Linked DNA regions of Mus musculus: region 1 is linked to region 2. The links are chromatin contacts, called in public HiChIP or PLAC-seq maps. All regions are on one chromosome and are shown on one strand. Each heading gives the region's core, a stretch centred on a gene start, on an enhancer-like site or on the middle of the called end of the contact. The rest is flanking DNA. Distances are from core to core; before and after follow the strand shown.

Region 1 (4,391 bases), core at 1,811-4,310, 550 kb after region 2:
TAGACTCACAATCAAAACTATAAAATAGACCACTCTCTCCCGTGCTTTGTCAAACAGTGCAAAAGAGACAGCCTTGGTTAGCAAGTCCTGCAGGAGTGGCGGCCAGTGGAGAGACTCAGACAGCTGTGGTTGACAGCAGTCTACCAAAAGCCCCTCCCCTTGGACACCTGACCCAGAAGAGGGCAAATGTGGTCACCAAGCTTCCAAAGCCGGTCCCTCAGACTGTGGGGCTGTGGAGCTGTGGGGCTGCTTCCTCTCATGGCCCACCCATAGCTGTCACTCAGTACCATCTTCACCCTTCCCAAGTGGAAGGGGCTGAGTCATTCGTGTTCCCCTGATGGATGGCACTTCAGACTGAAGCTCATTCACACCCAAGTGTCACCTCAGGCATTGCCCTGTGAAGCCTCTCCAATGAAAGGACTTTTTCTTCTTGAAAGACATCTGGGGAGCCTCAGCAGACAAGCGCTGTCAGGCGGGATGCCCCAGAAGCTACCCAAGACCTGCATCTGCCCTGGCCTGACCTGGCGGCTGCCTCTTCTCCTCCCCACAGCTCCACCTGCCTAGAAAAGTTCTCTACCCTCTGCCTGGTTACATCTCCTAGCTTCCAATTCCCAGAATAAGGCTTGTAAACACACACACACACACACACACACACACAGAGTCAGAGAGAGAAAGAGACACAGATACAGACAATCTCTCTCTATCTCTCTCTCTCTCTCTCTCTCACACACACACACACACACACATGCAAACCACCCACAAAACATACATGTACCTGAAAATAATGGTATTCACTAGCACAGGTAAGACACAGTAGAACACACACACACACACAGAGCACATGTCACCTTGGCAGGGCATATATCCCAAACTGAGGTTTCCTTGATGAATGCCCCTGAACTTCCTCTGTCCAAACCTCCAGGGTAGCTTCTCGCACAGAGTCTGAGTGGGAAGAGCCACCCATGACCAGAGGAGAAAGCCACAAGGCTCCGACTCAGACCACACGAGGTAGGGTAGCATGAGGAAGGCAATGGAGGCCTTGCAGCAGGGCCTCGAGTCTGGCTCTCAGATGTCACATCTGCTTGATCAGGCAGAGAGCTGTCGGTCAGGGCCTCAGTGTCACAGGCATCCAGAGGTGACCACAAGGGAGTTGCTGGGGTCTTGGGAGGACTAAACAGCAAGACCGAAGCAAAGCTCTTATCTCACAGGAAGCACTTCTGTAACCAATGGTCTTTTAGGAAACTCCGTCCCGTAGACAAAAACCAACTCAAGATGGATTCCAGAACTCTAATATAGGGAAGAGACTGGCCACCAACTCCATGCTCTTCACACACACCCTGTAACTGAAATGGATGTATTCCATCTTGAAACCTGAACTGTGAGTGTCTGTGAGTTCCTGTCTTGGTAATCAAGAGCTCTGCATGGCTGAAGAGCCACATTCGCACAGAGCTGCTCGGGGCCGTGTGGACACAGCGGACACGCTGGGCTTTCCTGGGCTATCATGGGGGTCCACGTGCTGCAGTGACTGATGGTGGGTCTCCTTTCCGTTCCTGCCTCTCTTTCCGTGGTCTCCTTTCTCTTTTTTGAGAAGCCACACAACTCCTGAGCCTCTGTGAGGCACCAGATAGTACACTTGCAGGTGAGTGAGCCTTAGGATAGCGTAAGAATAAAAGTACAAATTGTCCTTTGCCAGGCGACAGGGGGCCCTCTGGCCCAGGGGAAGCTGGGAGTTAGCCTGCTTGGCTAGGACAGCTTCTCCAGGTTCCTCCTTTCCCACTGCCCTCCCCAGCTGGGGTGGGGTCACAACCTCCCTTAGCCCTGCCTGCCTCTGGACAAGTCTAGCTCAGGCCCCACACTGTGCCTGGCCCTAGGGGCAGGCAGATCTAGGAGGAGCAGCCCAGCCCCCAGCCCCCACCCCCACCCCCACCAGCCGGCTGCATTTGTTCCAGGGGGGCAAGGGTCTGGTGCAGTGACCCCTGGGACTCGCCTCTCAGTCACTGGCCCAGGCAGCTGGGAAAGGCTCTGACCTCCACAGAGACAGAGGGCTTCTGGGAGAGGAGCCCCAGAAGAGAGGCCTGAACTCAGAACCTACTCTGTTTTCCTGAGAACAGTCCTGGTCTTAAATGGAGCTACAAAAAGGAAAGCACTTCCAATCAGGAGCTTAGCTCTTCATTTGGCTTTCCCTGTAAGAGACAATCTTATCACCTTCTTCCAAACGCCCCCCGCCCCCCTCCCCCCCCCCCAAACCATAGCTTCAGTGAGACCCGGGTGACCCAAACCCCTGCCTCTGCGTACAGAAACCCCAAAGAAGGACGTGCTTTTAAAACAACATCTACAAACAAGCTTGTGAGGAAACCCCTTGGCTCCGCAGTGAGTGGGTGTGCACTGAAAACGGAATGAATGAAGTGACCCTGCTCAGGGGTGGAAGGGGTACACATTTGTGCAACCAGAATAGACCTCGGAGAGAACTATTTCTAAGGCAAACTCACGGAGGCTCTTTGTTTTCGGTCGCCCCTTGAAGGGTTTGACACAGAATGACTGCAAAGCTCATCTAGGAAAGAGTTTCCAATCTCTCCTCCTTCCTCCTCTTCTTCCCCCGCCCCCCCCTTCTCCTCCTTCTCCTCCTCCTCTTCCTCTTCTTCCTCCTCTTCCTACCCTTCTTCCATTCTGTGTTTAGCTAGCTTTCTCTCCTAAGTACAAACTCTAGACAAGAGTTCAGACTAGCTATCACTTCTGCCCCAAAGACAGTGATCACCACCAGGTCAGGATGCAGATGGCTCTAAACCGTTCTTTAGCACACTAGGGCGTCTGACCCGCTGCTGGGGAAGCTGCAGGAACACACAGCACAGAACACAATACCAACACCCCAAACTTCCTTCGCTGCAGGAGAAACTAGCTCTGAGCTCTGCATTTGTGCTCAAGCAGAACGGGCAGGCGTCAGGCGCTGCGCCCCACCAGCAGCCAGGGCACAGTCGGGCGCCTGGATGACCACTGCAGCTCAGCCAGGGGCCCGGAGGAGAAAGCAGGCACACGGTGGAGCCACAGCGCCATCAAGTGGTCAGTTTGCGAATGGTCGCGAGACGCATGCCCTGAGCTCAGGGACAATGTCCAGGGTTCCCAGTGTCAACTGTCCCTGGAGAAAACAGGGCTGCCAAGCCTTCATTCCAGGACGTGGGGCAGGAGCCTACAGCCGGACACCATCTGTCAAGGCATGCGACACCCTCCAGGGCTGACCTGGAATCTGCCCTGGAGGATGTTCGGAGACCCTGTTCCAACTCTGAGAGAGGTCATAACCCAGGCACCGCCCTCTCCTCTAGCAATGTGCTCAGAGCCTACAGGTTTCTCAAGAGCTATGGGGCAGAGAGGGCACCACCTGAGTAGCAGGCCTATCAGCCTGCCTGAATTATGCAGGGATGGGGCAACAGAGAGACAGCAAGGCAGCTGCGAGTCCAGGCTGTGGGAAGGAATGGAGCCTCCGAGTGGGAGTTGCCGCCTGCAGCCCTGACAGGCCATGGCTTTAACACTCCCTTCTGGAACTCAGCATTTAATTCCAAGTGCCTCCTGGGACAGATCTGGTCCTTGGAGTCAAATTACAGTCCAAGAAGGACTCAAAACACAAAAATAAAAACACATACTTTGCAAATAGAGGAGTGTTCCAGACCAGTGTATATCTGAAGACCTAATTATATTATTTTCCTGCACATTTATAACTATGATAGAATTTAGTATGAAAAGCAAATTAAGAGATTATCAATAACTATTAAACAACCAGAATAATTATAACAATACACTGGGGGGGGGGTGTTAAAAAAATCACTCAATATTTACAAATTCTTTATTTCTGAAATTTTCTACTTAATATATTCTGATACCGTTTCCAGCAGAAAATAGAGTTGCAGACATGAGAGGGGGCAGTGCTGTGTAAAGGCGGACAGAACAGTGGGGCGCCCTCTGTCCTAGTGCTGGCTCTGCACATGCAATCTCTGTCCTAGTGCTGGCTCCACTGCACACAGGACCTTGTTCAGCTTTCACCACAACCTTAGGAGATGGGTTCTTTTTATGATCTTTTTCTATAGGAAAGGCAGAACCCAGAAATGAAACACCCTACCCCTAGCTGCCCATTGGAGAGGGACAAAGCCAGGCCTGGATTCCAACACTGGCTTCCTGCCTCCAGACGCCATCCTCCCTCCCTCCCTCCCTCCCTCCCTCCCTCCCTCCTTTCTCTCCCTCCAGGGGGAACAAGGTTTTATCAGACAGAGATGTGCACATTTTTCAAGAGGGAGGGGCATCTTTGCAGACAGAGCTGGCTAGAAATGCCTAGCTAGGTTTGGGCATGAGAGATTGTGCAGGTGAGGGGCTGAGGCCTTCAGGGTGGACCCTGCCCTTTCTAG
Region 2 (4,882 bases), core at 2,355-4,854:
AAATACATATCCCCGTGGTGTGCAAGAATAAGGACCTGGATTCGATTCACAGAATACATATTAAGAAACAAGTGGCTAGACACAGTGGTGCGCACTTTCACTGAGAAAGCAGAGGTAAGTGGATGCCTGGGGCTTGATAGTTAACCTCCTAGGTAATGCCAGACAAGTGGGGGTCCATATATCAAAAAATAAAATAAATGGTAGATTGTGTCTGAGAAATGACACCTGCAGCAGTCTTCTGACTCCCACACACATGTACACATGAACATGAGAATCTCTCTCTCTCTCTCTCTCTCTCTCTCTCTCTCTCTCTCTCACACACACACACACACACACACACACACACACACACACAGTATACACACAGGCACATACACCTATATGTACACATAAATACATACACATGTATACACATAAGTGTACACATGAACACACACAAGAGTGCATATATGCACATACACACAAGTACATACACACAGTATACACACAGGCACACATGTGTACACACGCACACATGTATACATAAATACATACACATATACATATAAGTGCACACATGAATACACACACAAGTGCATACATGCACATACACACAAGCACACACACACACACACACACACACACACACACACACACACACACACAAGAAAGTGGATCTCAGAAAGAAGGTACCTGGCTCTGTCCTCATTCTGATTTTCTCATAGTTCCTTTACAGAAGGCTCAGGGTTGCCTCTCACACAGCCCAGAGTCAGCTGGGTCTCATTGCATCTCCCTACTTCTTTAGGGTCTGAACCAAGCCTTGGCCATTTCTAGATTACAACAAAGGTCTACAGACCACAATTCAATCACCAAATTCAGCCCAGTGTCTGTTAGAAAGAGGTGCTAAAATAATGACCTACACGTTATCCACAGATGATTTTATTTTGATGGCAGAATCCAGTCTTTGTGACAGACTTTGGGCCTTAAAAGTCTAAACAATTTTCTATCTGAGCCTTTCTAGGAAAGAGTTGCCAGGCATCACACTAGAATATCTGTATGGCCCTTAGCTGGATGCATTGTTTCTTCTCTTGATCTCTTACAATTCATTCTCTACCAGGCAGACAGCTTTGTTTGTTTATAGAAGTCATACCATGATAGAATATGACCACTCAAAGCTGCCCATTAGCATTCACTATAATAAGAATAAAACACACTCTTCATTCCCTGGGCTAAGAAAATCTCACAATCTGGCCTCTGATTCCTCCCATAACCCCTTGATACAGACAAGCACAATCTCTCGAATGTATACACTGAAGCTCCAACACCCAGTGTGTCTGTATACAGGAATAGTTCTGAGGAAGGCAGTAAGATTAAATAAAGTTGTAATGATGGCGTTTTGATCCAACAGGCCTCTTTTTTTTTAAATATTTTTATTATTATGTATTTTCCTCAATTACATTTAGAATGCTATCCCAAAAGTCCCCTATACCCTCCCCCACACTTCCCTACCCACCCATTCCCATTTTTTGGCCCTGGCATTCCCCTGAACTGGGGCATATAAAGTTTGTGTGTCTAATGGGCCTCTCTTTCCAGTGATGGCCGACTAGGCCATCTTTTGATACATATGCAGCTAGAGTCAAGAGCTCCGGGGTACTGGTTAGTTCATAATGTTGTTCCACCTATAGGGTTGCAGATCCCTTTAGCTCCTTGGATACTTTCTCTAGCTCCTCCATTGGGGGCCCTGTGCTCCATCCAATAGCTGACTGTGAGCATCCACTTAGGCCTCTTAGACATCTAAGAAGAAGAGAAAGGTAGAAAGCTACCTCTCTCTTGCATGAATTAGGGAATAGCTTAGAAAGAATGAGAAGGTGTCTGTATATAGGCTGGGAAAAGATTCCCTGCTAAAAACAAAACGGGACTGTATCTTGATCTCGGACTGCAGAAGGGGGAGGAAATGAGTTACCGTTGTTCAAACCATGAAGTCGCAGGATTTTGTTGTGGCAGCTTAATGGGAAACATTCTCTCTGTCTCCGGTACTCTGACCTGGTAGCCCTGGAGGAAGGCGTGCTCCTGGTTACCTGATGCTTGCTGTTTGTTCTCATGGAGTGTTCACCCCACTGGATGCTGTTGGAGCTGTGACTCCTTACAGTTCAAGAAATGCCACAGGATTAATTATTTCGAATTTGGCTATGTTTAGAATCACCTAGGAGAGGTCCTTTGGGGAGCATCCATCTGTGGCGTTGTTTCTAGAGAGGTTTAACTGAATGAGAGTCACAGCATCACATGGGTTACGATCCCAAACTGGATATAAAGAGGAAATGGAGAGAGATTTCTGGGCATCAGAACTCACTTCTGTTTCCCAACCATAGATGCAAGGATGCCAACTGCCCATATTCCTTCGCCAGGCCTTCCCACCAGGATGAACTATATTCCTTCAAACCATGAGCCAGAGGAAACTCTTTCTTCTTTAAGTTGTTTTTGTCAGATGTCCTGTTACTCAACAAGAAATGTAAAATGATATGACGACTTTGGTTTATTGTCATTTTTCTCAGACTCTATCGCTGGCCAAGATTTTAAAATAACACCTCCACCCATATCCCTCTTGATACACGATATCCACAAAATTCCATGATTTAGGGTTTGATACTACATTAGCCCGTTGTTTCTTATAATATATACTCTATAGAATAATCCATTTTGATGGTTGATTCCCCTGTGTTATAAAGAAAACAAGAAGAGTCGATGGTATTTCGTAGGCACAAGACCCAGACTGTAGGAAAAGGTCATGTTGACTACTGGGATGAGAAAACCTGTGATAGACACATAAGTGTTCGAGGGAGCAGAGGGAGGGTCATGAATTCCATTTCTATCAGATGTTGGGGTGGCGATATCTCATAGTCAATTAGATATACAAGCTTGGAATTCATGAGAGAGATTGGGGTTAAAGATAAAAAATGTGAGTCACCCAGATTTAGATGATATTTAAAGCCATGATCCATAGCAAGGTTTGTTAAGTAAGAAATGTGTAAGTAAGAGAAAAGCCCCAGGAGCTCTGGGATTCACAATTATTTACAGGCTGAGGAATGAAGTGCATCAAAGCTAAAGGAAAGAGAAAATGACTCTATCAAGGGGACAGGAGAAACAGTAGAAAAACAATGAAAGGTGGCATTTCCAATGCTGAAGAAGTACCAGAAGAGGAATGGAGGTTCTGAGCCTGAGGTAGGAGATGAGTAACGGAGACAGAAACTTTGTGAGGTAGGGTGAAGAAGAGCCCATAAGACAAAGGTGATCGGAAGCTGGGAGGCAGAGCTAAAGGTAACAATTTCAAAGAGTTCTGTTAACATGGCAGAAAGAAAAATGTTGTAGGTGGAGGAAGCTAAGAGGAAGGGGACAGGGATCCAGAAGGGGAGTCCAGTGCACTGTGGATGGTAAGTACCAATAGATGGTAAGGACACTAGACTGCAAAGACCATGTCACAATCAAGAGTGGTCACCGATGAGGTGACGTGTTTACAGTGGCTATGGGTGGAATAGTACCCTTTGCTGGGATCTAGATACTGACTGCAGGGAAAGCAGAAGACACGGGGCTAGAAGAGGTAACGAGGTGACTCATTTTTAGGTGGCTGCCTGCTTGTTTTCTCAGTGAGTACAAGGTGAGGTCATCAACTGAGAGTGAGGGGGTGGATGTCAGGAGAGGAGATGTCACACTGTGGCCTGGGGTGGAAGGACTGAGTTGACCAGGGAAATGTAGAAAGATTGCCAGAGATTGCCAAGGGCCCATGGGAGGCCCATAGTCAAACATCAAGGCATGACCATGCAGTCCTACCCCATGTCTTTCTCCAGCTGGCCCCAAAAACACTGGTCCAGACTTATGGGAGGAACGTGTCTATGCTGAAACCGGGAGGAGATATTCAGATCTGCAGACTGGAGGGAACAGTGGGGGCTGTGTGCTTATGCGATGGTTTTGATGTCAGAGAAGATAATGAAGACATGGAAGAATGGGGGGATTAACCCAGAGGTCAGTGTGTCCAAGGACTAAAAAGAGTAAGGAATTTTCTGAGGTCAGGCTCATAGAGGTATTTGTCTAGAAGGTGGTAAATGGTGAGTGGCGAGTGGGATCCTCCACACATGATTTGAGAAGCCAGCAAGAAGATCCACAGTAACTGCACAGAGCTGAGAAATGAGCAAGCTGTCAAAGAGGAAGAGGAGAACATCCTTAGAAGATGAAAAAAAAAACAAAAACAAAGAGAGAACAAGTGGGGAGGTGGGGAGAGAGATGCAACATCTGCTGGGATTTTTTGTCCTATTCCTAGTCATAATAAATGTGGTGGTGCCCATGGTATGACCAAAGTGCTCAAGAGTAGGAGAGAGTGAGAGCTGACAGGTTGCTGGCCATGGGAAGAGCAATAAGGTACACATGATCTAAAGCCATGAGTATCAAAGGAGCAGAATTTCAGGAAGATAGAAAGGATGGTGAGATGGCCTGCGGATAGAATAAGGAGCTGGAAAGATGCACAGCTGCCTTGTAGAGATGCTGCCAAAGGCTAAAGGAAAGCCAGGGGCTTCAAAGAGTGCAAAGAGCATCTGAGCTTGCCATCATCAGCAAGTATGGCTCATTTTGGTATAGGCACAGTGAGCAGGTTTTAAAAGACCACATAGTGGGTAGTCATGTTAGATTGGGTGATATGCAGAGTTAAAAGACGAGAAAAGTCTATGCCTGTTTCCTCCAGAACAAAATATACCATATGTAGCTTATGAGAACAGAAATATACACTGTCATAGTTCTGCAGGTCATGTGTGTGTGTGTGACATCAGTGTCAGCTGTGCCACATCACCTTTGTGACCCACAGGGAAAGAGTCTTCTTGCCAGTTCCAGCTTCTGCAGCCCCAGTCTGTCACTACAG

What was found. HiChIP or PLAC-seq counts read pairs in DNA pulled down with a chosen protein or histone mark.
Region 1: an HNF4G HiChIP or PLAC-seq map of pancreatic cancer cells shows a contact between it and region 2. The contact joins two enhancer-like sites. A contact is called at or near these places in 13 of 484 Hi-C or Micro-C datasets (cerebral cortex, colorectal tumor organoids, embryonic stem cells and 2 more), 3 of 115 datasets of contacts at active chromatin or transcription factors (embryonic limb bud, embryonic stem cells and pancreatic cancer cells) and 1 of 9 other capture datasets (embryonic stem cells).

The regions. Positions count from the first base shown.
Region 1 is chr11:113,162,256-113,166,646 of GRCm38.p6, forward strand. All of the region lies in intron 1 of 2610035D17Rik (RIKEN cDNA 2610035D17 gene), which reads right to left. The region is part of intron 1 of LOC115487747 (a long non-coding RNA gene); the gene reads right to left. Among named protein-coding and RNA genes, the nearest start is that of Gm39467, 30 kb to the left of the region's middle. Within about 2 kb of position 3,061, at least 86 of the 459 cell types and tissues checked have an H3K27ac peak or open chromatin away from gene starts, as enhancers often do. A contact at or near this core is called in pancreatic cancer cells, where this site is marked.
Region 2 is chr11:112,612,192-112,617,073 of GRCm38.p6, forward strand. No RefSeq gene overlaps it. Among named protein-coding and RNA genes, the nearest start is that of BC006965, 97 kb to the right of the region's middle. Within about 2 kb of position 3,605, at least 24 of the 459 cell types and tissues checked have an H3K27ac peak or open chromatin away from gene starts, as enhancers often do. A contact at or near this core is called in pancreatic cancer cells, where this site is marked.